Linked DNA regions of Mus musculus: region 2 is linked to region 1. A link is a contact called in public promoter capture Hi-C data. All regions are on one chromosome and are shown on one strand. The core of a region is the stretch at or near the end of the contact, and the rest is flanking DNA. Distances in the headings are between cores, read along the strand shown.

Region 1 (3,955 bases), core at 699-3,198:
GTTATCCTTTTTTAACCCCATTAGCCTACTACAACCCTAGAAGACTGGTGGTCCTGCCTGTGGCACCTGGGCCTCGCCTCCCTCCCTCTCACTGGCACTCACAGCTAACCAAGAATCAGAGAGACCCAGTGATACTTACTCAAAAACTTCCAGAGGCACCGTGATATCGTGCAGCTGCTGTCTGCATTTATCTATGTCCTGTAAGCCCGTAACAATAAAGTTTCTGGGAAAAAGGCAGAGTGGGGTACGTGGTTAGTTCAGAGGACAGCACAGCACACCCCTACACGGCACTGGCCACTGTGCTTCAATTCCTGAGGGTTAAAACGGCCAAGGTCAAGGACACCGGGGCAGATAACTGAGGTGGCAGCTGGGTATGAGATAGCCACGGGAACTGGATAAGAGAACAAGGCCAGTCACAGCAGGCTCTGGTCTAGGCAATGCGCCAGCTTGTTCCCATCCCACAAAGCCCTCCTTGAGGGGCAAGACCACAACTCTATACCTTAGTAAACATCCCAAGTGAGACACAATCCTGTACCCAGCTTTAAGAGACTGAACTGTGGGTAGAGATGGTTTCTTGGGCAGTCTCTCATTCCAGAAAAGGGTCTCCCCTGGGTGGGAACACAGAGAGGCGGCTTCCAGGTCCAGACACTAGAGGCAGGACTGGCCGTGTCTCAGCTAGGGCTATGCTGGCTTCCTTCTCCCAGATGAACCTGACTACCTGTCTGCTCTGCCTGTACCTTCATGTTACCTTCCTAACCCAGGAGCACCAGCACCAAGGCAGCTCAGTGGCTGGGATCAGAGGGAAGTCGGGAGACTGGCGCTAGCTACCTTAACAGGCTTCTTCCTCCCTAATGCTGCACACACCTGAACCCTTAATTGCCACGGGATTCTGGGGACACCTTTGGACTTACAAAATATGTTCAGATGCTTAATTTTTCCCTTCTAAACTCAGAAAGGAGGTGAAGAGAGAGCAGAGCTTTCTGGAGTGCATGTCACTGAATGGAGTTTCAGGGTAGACAGCGTGGAGAAGTGGGCTCCAGTTTAAGTGCAGTACCCACAGTCAGCAAGGAAAAAGCCCATCCCTAGTGGGTTGAACCTCGGCTCCCTCCAGAACCACTCCAGATCCCTGGAAAGTGTCCCATATATAAGCGGTGAGGCCTTCTCCTGAACACTGTGTTGTTTCCCTGTAGGCCATTCCAAGGCCTACACAAGATACTGTCAAGAAATCAACCCTCTGTGGTGGCCTTCTTCCACAGCGAGGCCTATGCAGCAGGTGGCTCAGGGCCCCCCTGAGGTGTGAAGTCAACCTCCCCAGTGCGGTGGGGTGGGGTGGAGTGTCCGTGGTGCCTACCTCCCCTTACGGCATCAGGGTAGTCCCAGACTGTCCTGTAGGGTCAGAGTGGTGCCAGCCTCCCCTGTGGGGTCAGGAGGGATCCTCCTCCCCTATGGGGTCAGGGTGGAACCGGCCTTCCACGTCCGGCCAGGATGGACCTAGAGCTACCTCTATCCCAGCGGGGTCATGACTGAGCCTCCTCTCCTGTGCGGTCAGATCCTCCTTCCCAGTGGAGTCAGGGTGGAACCGGCCTCCAGTGGGGTCAGGATGGAGCCCGTCCGCCCCGGTCAGGACGGAACTCGCCTCCCCTGTGAGGTCCGGTCAGGATAGAACCGGCCTCCCCTCGGGGACCCGGGATGAACGTTAGAGCCCCAGTGGGGTCCCCAAGGCCGGCGGGCAGGGGCTTCGCACAGACGCGCCGAGCCCTGCCGGGCCGTCACTCACAGCTTCTGGCTCAGCCCCGCCTGGCTGCTGGGCTGGAAGTCGCTGACGATGATGCCGAGCTGCCGAATGTTCTCCACGAACTTCTCCAGGTGCTCCTCCAGATGGTCAAACTTCTCCGCCATCGCCGGCTCCGCCCGCCTCTTAGCCTCAGCTCCGAGCGACTCCGGGTCCACAGTGCTCGCCCGCTTCCGGCTTCCGGAAGCCCACATCCGTTTCCTCGGGGGCGGGGCCTCCTGGGGGCGGGGCCCGGGCGCTATGGGCGGGGCAAGAGACGGGGTAAGCCTTTGAAGGGAAAACCCGCTTGGAAGCTTCTGAACTGTGTGTGTGGGAAATGTTAACCTGGAAAACACAGCAAAGGCATGTGTAAAGGGGCAAAAATGAAAACTCTTAGCTGGTACCTAGCTTTTCTCAGTAAAGAAAAAACAAGTCTCATCAGGGAAGTAAAGAAAGCTAGATTGAAGGACAAGAATTTAGATACAGTGGACCTTGTATGTTCATAATCTGGAAAGCTTGCGAGATGTAAGCAATTTTCTTTAAAAGATAATTATCTGGGCCCAGTGAAATGGTTCAGTGGGTGAAGACGCTTGCTGCTAACCCCGACAACCTGAGTTTGGTCTCCAGAATCCTACATGGCAGGAGGAGAGAACAGAATTCTATAAGCTGCCCTCTGACCTCCAGACAGGTACTGTGTCACAGGTATGCCCACACACGGCATACACAGACACACAATACATAATAAGAAAATGTATTTAAGTGGGAAAGTCAAAATAGAGCCATGCTTTTTAAAACTGGCCAGGAGACAACAATCACTTTCAAAAAGAAAAGAAAGAAGGAAAGAGAGAAGGAAAAAAGGGAGGGAGGGAGGGAGGGAGGAAGGAAAGAAGGAAATACCTAAGCCCTAGGTACTTTTCAACTCACTTTTTAAATTAATCAAACATTAAAGAACAAATTATTTCAAACTTCTGCAGACACTTTTAAGTGCTAGAAAAGGAACATTTCACAATTCAATTAAAAGGGGTGGTGAATTTGATATGAAAACCAGTCCTGAAGGACAAAAAGAAGAAATATAAGTAAGTCTTTCAACCTTCATGAAAGGAGAGACAAGGGGACAAGTGAGAGAGACAAATAGGGAGAATGGGGATGCCAAGGGATGTATACAGGTTCTCTGTGTTAGACTAACAGAACTTAGAGAGAGAGAGAGAGAGAGAGAGAGAGAGAGAGAGAGCGCACACGTAATATGAATTTATTAGAATAACTTATAGGCTGCCGTCCAGCTATTCCAATGGTGGATGGCAGTGAACAGAGAGTCCAAGAATCCAGTAGTTGCTCAGTTCAGTCCGTGACACTGGATGTCTCAGCTGGTCTTTGCTGGTCTTCAGTATACACTGGAATCCCAAAGAATCAGACTTTAATGTCAGTGAAGGAATGGATGTGCTAGCAAGGCAAGGGCAAGCAGGCAAAGAACAAAAGCTTCCTTCTTCCATGTCCTTATATAGGCTTCCAGCAGAAGGTGTGGCCCAGATTAAAGTTGCACCTCCCCACCTCACTATCCAGATCAAAGGTGTATGTCTTTTTATCTTAAAGGTTCAGAGCAGAAATGGATCCACCCACTTCAAACCAAGCAAAAACGTCCCTAACAGACACACCCTCTATTTCTGGATTCCTGTTCATTCCATATGTAGTCAAGTTGACCACCAAGACTAGCCATCCCAGCTCTCCAAATGCCCAGAACTGATATGTTGAATGCATGTATATTTAGTTTTATATATGTGGTGTTAGAGTGTCTGACAGGGTGTGTCAGGGGTGATATAGCAATGGCTGATTCATGGTGGAAAAACTGAGAATCCAGTTGCTGTTCATTCCGCGGAGCTGCATGTTTCTGCGCCCCCAATCTGTTGCTGGACTCCTGGGAGATTCCTGGAGAGCTATCAGGGTATGGTCTTCATTGGGATCTGAAGGTCATTGGATTTAGTATGGGCTCCGGCAACAGGAGAGATGAACTTGCCAGAGAGAGTGAAGGCAAGCAGGCAAAATTTTTCTTCCATGTCTTATAAGCTGTTAGTAGGTGTGACCCAGTGTATTAGTTAGAGTTCTCTAGAGTCACAGAACTTATGGATAGTCTCTATATAGTAAAGGAATTTATTGATGAGTTACAGTCTGCAGTCCAACTCCCAACAA
Region 2 (4,065 bases), core at 568-3,067, 1.1 Mb before region 1:
GGTCCACCACTGAGCAGTCTTAAAGCCCAAGATAGCTGAACAGCAGGATGCCCTCAGCTTCTCTGCTGTGTGGTGGCTCTAGGGAGAAGTGTGACCCCTTCCCCTAACTTGGAATCCTGCCAGGCGGGTCCCAGAAATAGCACTTGTGCTGAAGGAAATGGCTTCAACTTCCTCCTCCAAGCTTGAATTTGTATTTCTGTGACAGTCAAAAAGCACATATTTATGCCTCATAGATAATAAATGTGTACATGCACATAAACTGGAAAAGAAGTGCTTCATTGTATGCAAGTAATTTGATGAAAGAATGCGTTTTAAATATTCTTACCATACAAACACACAAAGAGCTCCGTGTTAATTTTCTTGGCTGCAGTAATCAGCATTGTGTATGCTACTGTGTAGTTTGTATCCCTAACCTCACGGTTTTCATCCTAAGTTGCAAAGCAACTGGTAAGAATAGTAAGATCTTAAACTTTAGATTGTTCAAACAGCTGGCAAAGGATTAGACAGGAATTTGAACTATGGTTGCTATCTATTTTGGAACCTGCTAAAAATACAATGACTTTCCGATGGCAACCTTCTGCAGCTCTGTGTCAGCACTGAGTATCTGCTCCTTCTCTGCAGCTGGCTGTCCGCCAATGAGAAGCTCCGGCAGCTGGAGCCTTCCCAGGGCATCTGCTCTCTTCTCATGCTCTCATTGTCTCTGCTCAGTTCATCAGCCTGTGTGTGAGTTTCCCTCATGGCAGGGCTTACAGCAGCGAGGGACAGGTGTTGACCATCATAGAAATCTTCTTCCTCTGGCACAACACATGCAGGTGCGTGGCTCTCCCAGACACCGCTAGAACGCCAACAGGGAGATGGGCCACAATGCTGCTCATGGTGCAATCGGAAGTCGGAGAGGAAGTCTGCGAAGGAAACACATAGATCACCTCACCAAACATTCAGTATCCAGCCATCGAAGCAGTCCAGGATGAGTTTCAAGGACCTATGGTGTGTGTGTGTGTATGTCCACACAGAGGCGAACATATATTTAGATACTTGTAAGTATATGTGTATTGGAAGACACAACTCTTTCTACCTACTGTTCTGTCTCTTGATTTATTTATTGCCATTGGATTGATTTTCCTTGATGATGGTTGCAAGGTAGAATTATCCAAAAGCTTCTCTAAGAAATTGGGGTATTTAAAAGCATACAAACAGACATATAACATAAGGACAAGTAGCAGGGAGAAGTGCTCACCTCGGTACTGAGGCTGCCTGAGGGGCCTTGCAGTGTGCTTCGGAGCCAGCATTCCTCAGGGGATGGCAGGTGAAGCCATGAACGCTTGCTTCTCTCCACCATTTCACTCCATTCTCACAGAAGCCTTTCCTTCAGATCAGCAGAGAAAGTGATACAACTGGGGAGGCTCTGGCCTCTTGCAGAAGAACCACAGCTAACTGCCTTCCTTTCAGCAAAAGAGAGGATGCACTGAAAGGCTGTCTGTCCTCTGTGCCCTGACATTACTAGCTATCAACCCATGTCTGTCAGAAGCCCTGATCCCTACCAGAGCATTGGTATAGTTACTAAAATTGGGGGCAGGAGTCTTGGCAATAAGATTTGAACCAGAAAGAATCCATTGGGAGGATAAAGCCAAGCCTGGAAGAAGAGCTCTACCGCTCACCCTTAATCAAGCAACCAGGCAATGTGGACAAAGGGTAAGCTGCAATTATTAAGCTAATACCTGGTGGTTTCCAGGCCTGCACATCAAACAGGAGACAGCCACCATTTGCCTCTCAGTTAATACTGACTTGAGTTCTGCCCTTGGGTCACAGTATGGAACACTGATGCAAAGCTTCCCAAAACGATTACCTACACGTTCTGTTCTTTGTTTTAATCCATGGTATTCACTGTCTTATCAAAGGCTGTCCTTGAGAATATAGTACTTGTTGGTGCTGTTATCCAAACTTCAGCAACTTAGACATCAGAAAACATTTGAGGGAGGGGCATAGAGATGCGACTAGGTTGCCTGGCATGCAGAAAGCCATAGGTTTGACCCCTAGAACCTAATAAACCAGGCACCATGATGCACAGCAGCAACCCAAGCATTAGAGAGGTAGGTGCAGAAGAATAAGAAGTTCGAAGTCATCTTTGGCCATAGAGTGAGTTCAAGGCCAGCTAGAAAAAGAGGGGGAAGGAACAAAAGAAGAGGAGTGTAGGGAGGAAGAAGGTGAGAAAGGAAGGGCAGATCTATGGGGTTGTAGACAGTATGTAGATGTAGGTAGAGGGATATAGATGGTGTTCTTGGTGGCCCTGCTGGGCTGGCATTCTTCACAGAGCTGTTGTGTCACCTTATGCTATTTGCAGACTTAATCAGTGGGAGAGATCTTCACTTAGTTGTACAGCCAGAGCCTTTCAAAAGAGACCCTTGGTATTGACTAAGAGTCCGTGACTGTGCATCTGCAGTCTACCTTGAGCTTTCCTGTGCGTGGGACAAGAATTTAACATTACAGAGAACCGTGTACCACCCAGGATTCTTTGTATAGTACTCAGCTAGCTTCAGATACTGCCAGCTCAAACTCCCCATGTCACTTAAAAAAAGAAATCTATCATGAATTAGCTACCAAACAAATAAACAAACTGTTGGAATTTCAATTGTTTTCTCCATACAGGGTACAGCACACCCATGCTATCCGAGAATGGCTTTTGCATGAAAGCCCTAGCAATGGTGAACAGTGTGTTTTGAGTTTCAGTTACTCGGAAAAACTGAAGACTGCAGATCTAGGCTTACACCTGTAGTATAAATGTGTCCTGCTCTGCTTCTCTGAATAGGTTTCTGTTTTGTTTCAGTCCTGAGAACAGAGGTGAAATCTTTGCAAATGGACTCTCAATGAACCTGCTTCCTCTGTCAGCAGCCTGTGTCTGATCCTGCTCCATGAAAAGGCCTGTGCAGAGACTCCATACCTCTGGCCAGGTCCTTCTAGGCCTGTCGGGAGGAGACTGTGGAGGACCATTCTTCCAAACCCAGATCCTTAATTGCTCCTATGGTTTCTCCAAAGTTACTTGAAGATAAAACTTCCTTACTCAAGTTCCATGGCATTAACGGACTTATCTACACTATTAAACATTAACCCAAAGTCAAAACAATCACCCTCTACCGAACACGTTGCCAAAGTCTTTTCTACATTTAACTCTAGGTGTCTGTCTCAAGTGAATGATGGTTTTAGATTCATCCAGCTAACGGGAAACCATTCAATCCAAGAATGCCAAGAAACTTTCTCCTTTATGTCAAGTTCAATATGTAACTTGCACATACTTGATGGTTGAAATATTACCAAAGCAGATCGAATTGTCTTAGAAACTCAAAGAACAAAAAGAAAAAAAAAATGTATACATAGCTGAGCTGTAGGTTTAGAAAATGGTTCGTTACAATATGCAACATTTTAAGGGCATCCATCTGCTTCCTCCATACTCCCAAACTCTAGGAGTCAAAGGAATCACACAGACAAAGTAAGTGATACAAAAGTGATACAATAAAATGTGTCCGACAAAGAGACTTCTCTACAAAAGTGATACAATAAAATGTGTGTCAGACAATGAGACTTCTCTGGCCTAAGCTGAAAGGTGACTAAGAAGTCATGGGCAAGGAACATCCCAAGTTGCCAGACTGGGAAGTTTACTCCCCTAAGCTAGGCTGCCAGCTGTCTGCTCACCATGACGGATAAATAGCAGACGGGAAGGTATGGTGGGGACTTTCTCACCCATCAGAAGGCAATGTGGACACATGAATATCAGCATCTGCTACCAGTGACTGCTCCTTCTCACACTTACTCTCATGTCTACAGGAGTGGATTATGGCTGTAGGAATCTGGTCTTTGCTGTATTGACATCAGAGAGCTATAGATATGCCCATGAGACCTTCTCAAGACAAGCCTTTCTTTCTGGAATGAGGGGAAGAAGGGGACACACGGCTCATGAAGTGTACTAAAACCATTCTCTTTCTAGAGGTACATTTCTGGGGAGAGGAAACTTTGTTTCAGCTTCATTGCAACTTAAGGGTGAAAGGGTTTACAGAAGCTTAGAGTTCTAGC

The links. Promoter capture Hi-C pulls out the DNA fragments that hold promoters and counts their contacts.
Region 2: a promoter capture Hi-C map of liver shows a contact between it and region 1, with 2.8 times the contacts expected there. The contact joins the promoter of 8030423J24Rik here to the promoter of Med10 in region 1. A contact is called at or near these places in 2 of 39 promoter capture datasets (both in liver) and 1 of 115 datasets of contacts at active chromatin or transcription factors (stem cell-derived neural progenitor cells).

The regions. Positions count from the first base shown.
Region 1 is chr13:69,807,875-69,811,829 of GRCm38.p6, reverse strand. It overlaps Med10 (mediator complex subunit 10), which reads right to left and starts at 1,948. Exons shown (of 4, transcript NM_138596.2): 1 at 1,778-1,948; 2 at 140-223. The coding sequence starts at 1,899.
Region 2 is chr13:70,880,700-70,884,764 of GRCm38.p6, reverse strand. It overlaps 8030423J24Rik (RIKEN cDNA 8030423J24 gene), which reads right to left and starts at 1,817. Exons shown (of 3, transcript NR_157373.1): 1 at 1,719-1,817; 2 at 1,238-1,366; 3 at 262-902.